2 separate regions of the Ovis aries genome follow, and region 1 is linked to region 2. The links are chromatin contacts, called in public Hi-C maps. All regions are on one chromosome and are shown on one strand. Each heading gives the region's core, a stretch centred on a gene start, on an enhancer-like site or on the middle of the called end of the contact. The rest is flanking DNA. Distances are from core to core; before and after follow the strand shown.

Region 1 (5,046 bases), core at 2,163-4,662, 180 kb after region 2:
CGGAGAGACAGGAAGGCGCGATGCGGAGGCCGAGTGAAAAACAAAACAAAACTAGAGGACGGGGTGGAGGTTGGGCCTGTGAGGCCAAAGTGTGCTCGTGCGTGTTCTCTGATGCTTGAGGAGATAACAGCGTCTGTCAGTCACCCGATGGCAGAACTCCTCGGGGTGACACCGCGAGGCCGTCCCCAGACCTTAGAAATCCCCCTGCAGACGGGCGCCCGGTTGATAAAAATGAGCGGGGCGTGGGGGGGGGGGGGTGCGGAAGGGAGACAGATATCTGTGCCTCCCTAACTGGCTCCCGCCCGACCGCTGTCAAAGAGGAGCTCCGCGTCCCACCCGGCGGTCTCAGACCGGAGCCCGTTGGGGGCCAGGCCCGGACGGTAGTTCTCCTCAGACGCCTCCCGGGCAGGCCTCGGGGCCCCGCACGCCCGCTTCCTGCTCGCCCCGCGGGCCCGGAGGCTTGTGGGTAATGGGGGGGAAAGGCGGCGCAGCCCGCACCCCGATCCCGAGGGCTCCCCGCCCATCACGTGCCGGGCCCTCGCCTGCTCGCCGGCCACACCTCCGCTTTGAGGGATGGGCGCGTTTGTCCTCGTCCAAGCTCACGCACGCAGGAAGGAGAGGGAGGAAGCGGGAGTCGAGATTCTCTGTTACCCTATATCCACCTCCCCCCTCATCCTAGGAAACTTATATGAAACAATAGAAGGTCTCAGGTGCGTGACACGGTAAACGAGTCTTGCAGGAATGTGACTGTTTGGTGATATTTCCTGGGGCCTGGGGATAATGACTTAGGACGCGGCAGCGCAGACGTGAATGTACAAAGGAAACACAGGCAGCGAGATGAGGAAACCAGTACTCGGTTCTGAGAATCATGAAGTCAAATCACCCACTAGACGTTAGACTCTCCACCGACGTTACAGTACAGGACCTTTTTGGTACTGTTACGGGCAATTCCTGCTATCTTATTATCTGTAAATACCACTTAAACAGGAAAATTTTCAAGTCCTACATATCAATGGTTTTCATGGTTACTAATTATGGATTCGTTTTTAAAAAGCACCAGCCAAAAAAATAAAAAAATAAAAGGACCAGCCTGTTAATAATGCTGTTATGATATTCAGAACTAAGCATCTCCATTACCATCCGTAACTATTTATACACCTATACTTGTGTGGTTGCTATGCTTGTGATTCCAGAAGTTAAGGAATCAATCAAAGCACATTTTTCTTTGTTTTAAATGTCTTTTTAGAACACAAGTCTCCAAAGGGGATTTGTGAACTTATTTCAAATGTTTGATTCTATCTCCTGGAAAGAGAGGTTAAATTGGTCTCTCTTTTTTTTTAACTTTCCTAAGATCCTTTCTACCTAATCTTCTTTTCCACCTTCCTGTATCTTTCTTGCTTTGTTGATAAGCGATTTCCTTGGCCTGACACTTGGATTGTCCCCTTGAGGAGAATGTGGAAAATTATTCCCAGGGATTTTATTTTAATCTGCTTCTAAAGCTGTGCTGTCAGGAGTTTAAATTTATGTGAAGTAAATGCACAGTCTCTTCCTACATAAGATATACATTGTCAGTAATATTTGGTCTGGAGCCATATTTAGGGAAATAACTTAAAAATAATTTCTATTTTTAGCATCTAACATGAGGTTCAGAACATGCTTTCTCTTCTTCATAGAAAGTGAGCAAATAGCTCATTAAGAAAGCAACCTACAATTCTCAGGGCCAAGGTTAGGGAGAAAAAAAATTGTTTTTCTCTTCTGAAGATTATATTAAGAAACTCATTACATGATAAATAACTTATCCTGAAAGTAAGAAAAAACCCACCAGGTCTGGTAACAGAAGGCAGACACTGCTTTGAACCAATGGATTTCAATAGGGAAGATTCTTAACCCTTCCCTTTTTAAAATGTGATTGCTGACATATGGCCATGGTAGAAAGTCTAGCTCATCTTTCAAATACTGGGTTTGGAATCGCTCGTCTGGTTTATGAATACTTAATGATTTTCACTGTGCCTGGTTGTAAATGAATACAATGCATGAATAAGAATAATTTCCCGGTATAAAATGTCTCCCAGGGAACTGAGAGGAATATTTTTACATCTTTTATGATCTTTTGCAGAAAAGTACATGTGCATGATAATGCAGTGATTAATTTATGAAATTAATGTGAAAAGTATACCTACCTAGCCTTTTAGAGTTCAAAATTTACCATTGGGAATTTTCAGGGAAGGAAAGGTACAGAAACCAAAGCTTTATAGATTTTAATTCTAGAATACATAGAACATTAAGGGAAGCCTTTATGTGGAAAGTTGGCCATCAGACATGCACAATGGGCCCTCTAGTGGCCACACCGAAAAGTTTTGCCCATTTAACATAGTTGATCTATTTGGTTATTAGTTAAAAAACAATGCTTTGTGGATTAAAAGCTGCCTTCATTTTTTTTAAAGAATGAAATTTTATACCTGTCAGCTTTTATTCTTACAAATGCGCAGCCCAGATGAGTAAAGTTTGTAGTCAGTTACATGTTAAGAGAAGCCTTCGTGTGAAAGTGATTCCTTCCTGTCTGGTGTTAGTCAAAGGAGACCCACCAAAATTGTGTTTTCTTTCTAGAGTCAGATAAAATAGATGGGTAGAGATAACTGGGGAGCGAAAACATTTTTACATGTTTCACGTTCCCAAAATGACTCAGTTCCCTAACCTGGGAACTGAAGTGCCCCCAAACCTGCAGTGCTAATGTCACCGCATGACTACTATAATATACATTTTAAATACTGAGATTTCTACACTATTGAACATAAACAATGTCTGTTAAGAGAACATTAATAAAGCAGTTTTCTTTAGTGGAATTCATATTTCCATATGCAGATTTCACAATATTCCAGTTTTTGACCCTAGAGATAGGAGAGGAATGTTTTCCTCACCATTCCCGCCCTTTCTGCCATTCCCTCTCCCTGCTATTTTCCCCGCCCTCAGTGGCGGAGTTGGAAGGTGGAGGGGGATACATCAAAGTGATGTAATTGGTGACTCCCAGATGGTTACCATGGCGACTATCAGGCATATTATGCTACTGGTAGAGTAAGAGCTTCTTCCATTTAGTCTTCAAGAAAGGGTTTTGGGGGGTGGGTGGCGGACGGATGAGAATCCACAGCCTACAGAAGACGGACAGGCCGGGTTGAGTCTCCCAGCAGACAACTCCTTAAACTAAACCCCGTAGACTAGTCGTTTCTCCGGTGGGAACCGGACTTCGCTGCCTCCTGAGCTGCCACCGCGAAGGACGCTCTGGCGCCCCAGAATCTGCGAGCTGATTGGCGGGTAGTGTCGTCACTCACAGTGACGTGATGGAGGAGGAAAGAGGTGGAGCCATAGAGACTTGGCTTCTGGCCCTTCTAGCTGGGGGAGCCGGGGGAGGAGGGGCATTGGGAAGGCACTGGAGGACTGAGGCAGCCGTTCCGGGAGCCGGCCGGAGGAGGTAGGGGCGGGCGGGCCAAGTCCTCAGGCTGTTACTCGGTGGATCGCGCCCGCCTGTTTTCCGCCGGAGCCCGCTCCCCTCCGTATCCTGCTCCTCCCATCGGCGCCCAGATTTCCCCACATCTTCCAGGCCCCACCCCGCTCTCTCCTCAGCCCCTGACCTCGGTCCCCTACCCGCGCCCCAACTTTTGAGATCAGCCTCCACCCACCGCTCCTTCTGTGCTTCATTTCCTCATTTCTTTTCCGCACCCTGCACCCCGATGCTCCTCGCCTTCCTTCCATAAATTCGGACCGCCAAAGCTCGTGGTCCACTGCCTGCACCATCCCCTTTCCAAAAAAACAAAGACCCCCCCCCCGACCCTACCACATCAAACACAGCCCATCAACGCACAAGGCGCACAAAAGCCATCTGCTGGGGAAGCCGAGGGCGCCTTTTGCCCCAGTGTCGCCGAGAATCAGAGGCAAAGGTAACCCAGAGAGCCTGAGGTCCGGGTGAGCTAGAGGCATGGTGCGGAAGGGCAGGCGGGGCTCGCCGACGGCCCCGCCCCCTCCCCGCCTCGGCCCCGCCCCGCCTCGGCCCGGATCCTGACCCTCCCCGCCTCGGCCCCGCCCCGCCTCGGCCTCGGCCCCTCCCTCCTGGGAAGTGGTTGCTCAGAGCAGATTAACTGTCCCCCTCCAACTGGAGACGACATGCCCTTGGTCTGGGTTCAGATGTTCTGGAGTATCATTTGAATTCTTGTTCAAGACGTCAGCTCTATGGTTTCCGACCAGGAGGGACTGGAACTCCTTTCCCAGCAGTTGGAAAACTGTTGACAGTGTGAGAAACTAATTCCCTTGCTGTCTTTGGCTGAAAAGCGCCGGTAGGATGGTCAAAAATTTTGGGAAAGCTTATTTAAAGGTTTAAAGCTCAGTTTGGGTTTCCCCTGTGGCTCAGCTGGTAAGGAATCCGCCTGCAAGGCGGGAGACCTGGGTTCGTTCTCTGGGTTGGGAATATCCCCTGGAGAAGGTAAAGGCTACCCACTCCAGTATTCTGGCCTGGAGAATTCCATTGACTGTATAGAGACACGACAAAGAGACACGACTTTCACTTGGGCTCTTTAGAGAATCGTTAGCGTAGGAAACCAGGCTTCCTCCACTTTTGAATTATTGGTAGGTATCTTGCATATTTTCACTGATGAGTATTTTCAGTCTTTAAAGGTTTGGCAGCAGCTTGGCCAAGTAAGGAGTAAAGATAATTGAAAACAAATGCAGAAAATTTACTGTCTACTTGTAATTTTAGGCTACAAATAAGTGTGTCTTGATCAGTTTCTTAGACACTTGGCAACCATTCAAGTAAATTACTAAGTACTATTTACCATAAATCAAAATATCCTCGAAGACCATATCATCATATGAACATCATTGTATTAGAGATCATTTCTATGTGTGGGGATCTAAAAGTACCATTCTCAAATCCAGGGCTAAGAAAATATTACTCCTGATTGGTGGAAATTCAAGAATGAAATTGGAAATGAACTTGAGGGAGATTTTACACTTTGAATAGAATATGCAAATTTTCTACCCTTGAAGTAGTTGATAACA
Region 2 (5,478 bases), core at 63-2,562:
GGGGTTAGAGACTTGAGAAAAACAATTATTTTTGTTAGAATGGCAGGATGTGCTAGGGATCTCAAATAACTCAGATACATAACTAGAGAGGTGAGGGCACCATCCTCAAGACAACTAGAATTAAAGATTTCATTACATGTTACAGACAGGCCTGTACAGTGGTTATTCACACATGAATTTGATCCAAGCTACACTACATTCCCTTCAGTAGCAAAATCACTAATTTGGATCTGAAGAGTGATTTCAGAGAATAGGAAGAGGATTTCATCACAAATTCACTCTTTACATACACAGTAACTGCAGAAAATTGCTGAACTTGTTTGGAACTGTGTGGTAAATGTTTCACAGCAATTACAAGTTAATGAGACAGATCACACAATTGGCACAACTTTAAAAAGTGTTGTTTTAGGAGTAATTCACAGATGAGAGTTTGGAAAAACAAAAGACATCTGATACAACCGAGCTCTTCTTCAGGATAGTGACTTGGAATAAGGGAGGTCTTAACAGCAAGAGAAAACTAACAGAGGAAAAAAAGTAAATTTGAAGTGACTCAGTCTTTCTGGAAAAGTCACTACCTAGTCTGAAAAGCTAAATACTCTCAAACGGTTAAAAGACTGCAAACGGCCACACAGTATAAACCCTACGTTTAGTGCTAATTAAGTCCAACTGCTGTTGTATTACTATTTTCGTTTCTGCAAGAACCCTTTTTCTGAGAATTCTCATTCATCCACCCAGTAACCACCTGGTACTTCGAAATACCACAGGTGGGAGACGATGGACCGGGGAAACGGTAACCTTCACATGTGCGCTTCAGCAGCCGCAACTCTGAAAAGCAGAAATGAATTCTACAGCTTGCCCGGTAGATACGGTGGAAGCTGCGAGAGGCGGGATACAGGCAGGAGGGGATAAAGTGGCAAACGGTGTGTCCCGTGACTCCCGCATCCTGCGAGGATGCCAACGCCGGAAGTCCAGAACTGGACTAAATACACACCGCCCCCGGCCCGGACTCATTCTATCAGCTTCCTCCTTAAGAGGTACCCTCCTGGGAGGAAGAGTTTCACCCTAGACTTCACTCTGAGGAGATGAACTACTCACTGTCGATGTCCTCGATGAGGCTGGCGGTGCCAGGCATATAGTTCATTTTGAGTCGAGACAGAGCTGCAGCGTATAGCGGCGGTGGGCCAGCGCGTCCCACACCTCCTTCCTCCCACCGCGGCCGCCGCCTTTGCGGGACCGGGACAGGAACCGGACCCGGACAAACGCCGCCGCCCCGGCTTTCAGTAGCCGGGGCCTGCCGGAAACGCCGCCATGTTACCCCACCCACTTCCGGCACCACGTCCCCGCCCTCAGGAAGAGGCGGGACAGTTCGTGTGGTTTCCCCCGCCCCAGGATATCCTTTACATATCCCTGACGAGAAGGGGAAGAGGAGTCTAGGCTGCACGGACAGTGCGGAGGTGCGTTCTCCCTTTTAAGGAACGCTCGTTCTCCTGCTTCTTAGACCCCAGAGTCACGGACAGCCGCCCTCGTCCTCTTAGGACGCGGAAGTGAAGGGGGGTGGGATCCTGCCTAGCATTGGCTGTTGCAGGCCGACCCCCTTTCCCTGTGGTCCATTCACGCTCCCCCGTCGGCGCCTGCGCGGTGGGCCGGCCGTGAGGGGCGGGGGGCCGGGAAGCGCCTGGGGGCGGCAGAGCCCATGTCGGCCTTGAGGCGCTCGGGCTACGGCCCCAGTGACGGCCCGTCTTATGGCCGCTACTACGGGCCTGGGGGTGGAGATGTGCCGGTGCACCCGCCTCCGCCCATCTACCCCCCGCGCCCCGAGCCTCCCCAACCTCCCATTTCCTGGCGGGGACGCGGGGGCGGCCCGGCGGAGACCACCTGGCCGGGGGAAGGCGGAGGAGGCGATGGCTACTACGCGTCTGGAGGCGCCTGGTCAGAGCCGGGTCGTGCTGGTGGAGGCCACCAGGTGAGCTTTGCGCCACCGGTCCCCAGGGTGGAGTGGGGGGGTCCGATAGGGGAATCTTTGGGGGTGAGGGCCATTGGGATTGATACAGCTCCCAAGAGTTCGTAATGAATTGGGTTTCGTGCGTTTTCCTAATACGGCTTTGGAGAGACAAGAGACTAGGATCGTCGGTGGGGGTATATGCTTGTGTTTTCTTTGCCCCTCCTCTTGCGCTTCAGCCGTAATAAATATCTTCTTACCAGGAAAAACATCCTGCGCTGAACCTGCTGAGTAGCAGGCTGCGAATCTCTCGTCTTGGGGACGAGGTTGGGCTGGAGTGACCTGGCTTTGCTTTTCCAGTCCTCACAATTTATCCTGCGTGGTTCGTGGGGGCCGCCTCTCTCCGAGGAGGGATGTGGCTGCAGCCCCCTCCCGCTGGGAAGGAACGCCAAGGAAAGGGAGGGATCTGGGCATTTAGCCCTTTGCCCCTAAAGCATTGCCCGGTATTGAATCACCGATCATCATCAGTGTTGGAAAGCACCTGTCCGTGGGTTGTATGTAATCTTAACGGTGACTGCAACGTAGATGTCATCACAGCGTCCCTGTTTTACGGTGGAAGAACTGCTGACAGTGAAAGGTTAACTCACTTGCTCAATATATTCAGACCTCTGACATTTTATTCTGTGTCGTCGTGCCGGAAATATACTTCTGTTTGTTAATGCAATATTCTTCATAGAGGATTACGGTTCTATGGTGAGGGCACACCTCTCCTTGTCTTCAGGAATTATAACATTCTCATTGGTTGAAATGTAATAATGAAATTCCCAGACATTGCTGGTGGAAATGTAAAATGGTTCAGTGTTTTGGAAAACGGTTTGGCAGTTCCTAAAAACGTTACAGTGTACTGTTAGCAAGCCTGCTGCTAGATACATACCCAAGAGAACTGAAAACGTGTCCGCATAAGATCCTGTACACACATGTTCATAGCAACTTTATTTATAATAGCCAAAAAAGGGAAATATCCCAAATGCTCATCAACTGAAGAATTGTTAAAATATAGTATATTCATACCCCTGGAGGGAATGGCAACTCACTCCAGTATTCTTGCTTGGAGAATCCCTATGGACAGAGGAGCCTGGTGGGCTACAGCGCGTAGCATCGCAAAGAGTCGGACAGGACTGGAGGACTAAGCATAGCACAGCTCAGTGTATTTATACAATGAAATTATTTAGCCATAGAAAATAATGAAGTACTAGACATTCTGCAAATGGATGAACGTTGAAAATGTGCTACATGGATGAAGACACAAAGACCAAATATTGTATTATTCCATTTTTTGGATAATTCCAGGATATAGAAATCTGTAGAAAATTTTATTGTTTCCAGGGGCTGTGGACCTGGGGACACTGAGAAAGATAGATAAAGGGTATGGGGTTTCCTTTGAGGATGATGAAAATATTCTGAATTTAATGACGATAACTGCGCAAGTCTGAGTATATTAAAACCATGAATTGTACACTTGAAAAGGGTGAGTTTTATGGTATGTTATATCTTTAAAAAATGGTGTGAGAAAAAACATGTAGTGAGAGGTTAATTGTTAAGGAAGGTCCATAATTTTTCTGTCTAAATCTGGAATAAGGAGCCGTGGGATTTTGGTCCCATGACGGAGTGGCATGATGAAATACTTGGTCTGTAAGTAGGCAAACTAGACTGAGGCTCACTTGAAGGGATAGAGAGGCCTGCTGAGCTGAGGACTCTGCCTGGACTTGCTGTGGTATCAAAACAAAAATATGTTTTGGTTTTGGTTAGGGTTAGAGAGGACTTCCTAGGTGGCTCAGCAGTAAAGAATCCGCCAGTTTCGATCCCTGGGTCGGGAAAATCCCCTGGAAAAGGAAATGGCAACCCACTCCAGTGTTCTTGCCTGGGAAATCCCATGGACAGAAGAGCCTAGCGGGCTACAGTCTGTGGGGTCTCAAAAGAGTTGGACATGACTTTGTGACTTTTTTTTTTTAAGGTTAGAGAAGTTAAGATTTCAGTGTCATGCAGGGAGTTGTTAGGTATGGTGGAATACAGGTGTGCACACAGGTGGGTGATGGTGCTAGAGGGGTGGAAGATAAAGCTGGAATGTGTAATGGGCATTTGTAAATCATTTCAAGAGTCTTTCAGGTGGATATTTCTGAAACTCAAAAAGTATCGGATGATAATTTCTTAGGCAGCAGTAGGGAACTAATACAAAAGGTAAACGTGATGTCCTACATACTGCAAATGTCTTTTCTAAATTTGTGGCTTGCCTTTTGACTTTTTTGTGGTTTTTGACATATGTTTTGCAGTTTTATATAGTCAAACATGTCAGACTTTAAAAAGGTATAGTTCAGTCGCTCAGTCGTGTCTGACTCTTTGCGACCTCATGAATTGCAGCACGCCAGGCCTTCCTGTCCATCACCAACTCCCGGAGTTCACTCAAACTCACGTCCATCGAGTCGGTGATGCCATCCAGCCATCTCATCCTCTGTCGTCCCTTTTCCTCCTGCCCCCAATCCCTCCCAGCATCAGAGTCTTTTCCAATGAGTCAACTCTTTGCATGAGGTGGCCAAAGTACTGGAGTTTCAGCTTTAGCATCATTCCTTTAAAACCTTACTCTAAAACTGTGGGCCATGGACCAGAAGCTTCAGCTTTGCTAGGGGGCTGTTAGAAGTGCAGACTCGTTCCTCCTCCATACTTACTGCTGCTGCAGATTAATAAGATCCTCAGGTGATTCATATGCATATTTTGTTTGAGAAGCGTTGCACAATGGAATTGAACATATTGAGATGAGGTTGCTCTGAACCACTACAAAGGCTTGACTCTATATTAATTATTTAAATATGGCAGGGGAAAAATGGAGAGCCTCTTACTGTTTTCTTTTTTCTTTCTTTTTTTTTTTTTTTTACCTTGTTAGCTATACTTGCAGCGCTGTAGTTTGATTCCTAAGCTTGCAGCACATACATCACCTAGGAGATTGTGGGAGATGCTGTATCTCAGGCCCTGCCCAAAGCTTTTAACAAGACATCACTTTGCCGATAGAGGTTTGTCTAGTCAAAACTGTGGTTTTTCAGGTAGGCACGTACAGAAGTGAGAGCTGAACCATAAAGAAGGCTGAGCACTAAAGAATTGATGCTTTCAAACTGAGGTACTGGGAAAGACTCTTGAGAGTCCCTTGGACAGCAAGGAGATCAAAGCAGTCAATCTTAAAGGAAATCAACCCTGAATATTCACTGGAAGGACTGATGCTGAAGGTGACACTCCAATGCTTTGGCCACCTGATGCGAAGAGCCAACTCATTGGAAAAGACCACGATGCTGGGAAAATTTGAGGGCAAGAGAGAAGGGGGTGACAGAGGATGAGACGGTTGGATGGTATCATCAACACAATGGACATGAGTTTGAGCAAGCTCCGGGAGATGGTGAAGGATAGAGAAGCCTGGTGTGCTGCAGTCGTGGAACCCCACGCGAAGAGTTGGACGTGGCTGAGTGACTGAACAACAACAACTGGGTGATTCA

Evidence for each region. Hi-C and Micro-C count contacts between places; a contact is called where the count stands out from the background.
Region 1: a Hi-C map of liver shows a contact between it and region 2, with 4 times the contacts expected there. The contact joins the promoter of LETM2 here to the promoter of LSM1 in region 2. A contact is called at or near these places in 3 of 16 Hi-C or Micro-C datasets (blood, liver and skin fibroblasts).

What each region holds. Positions count from the first base shown.
Region 1 is chr26:32,618,074-32,623,119 of ARS-UI_Ramb_v3.0, forward strand. LETM2 (leucine zipper and EF-hand containing transmembrane protein 2) reads left to right here and starts at 3,413. Exons shown (of 7, transcript XM_060407157.1): 1 at 3,413-3,932.
Region 2 is chr26:32,443,383-32,448,860 of ARS-UI_Ramb_v3.0, forward strand. It overlaps LSM1 (LSM1 homolog, mRNA degradation associated), which reads right to left and starts at 1,313. Exons shown (of 4, transcript XM_004021778.5): 1 at 1,096-1,313. The coding sequence starts at 1,141. It overlaps BAG4 (BAG cochaperone 4), which reads left to right and starts at 1,659. Exons shown (of 5, transcript XM_015104605.4): 1 at 1,659-1,963. The coding sequence starts at 1,694.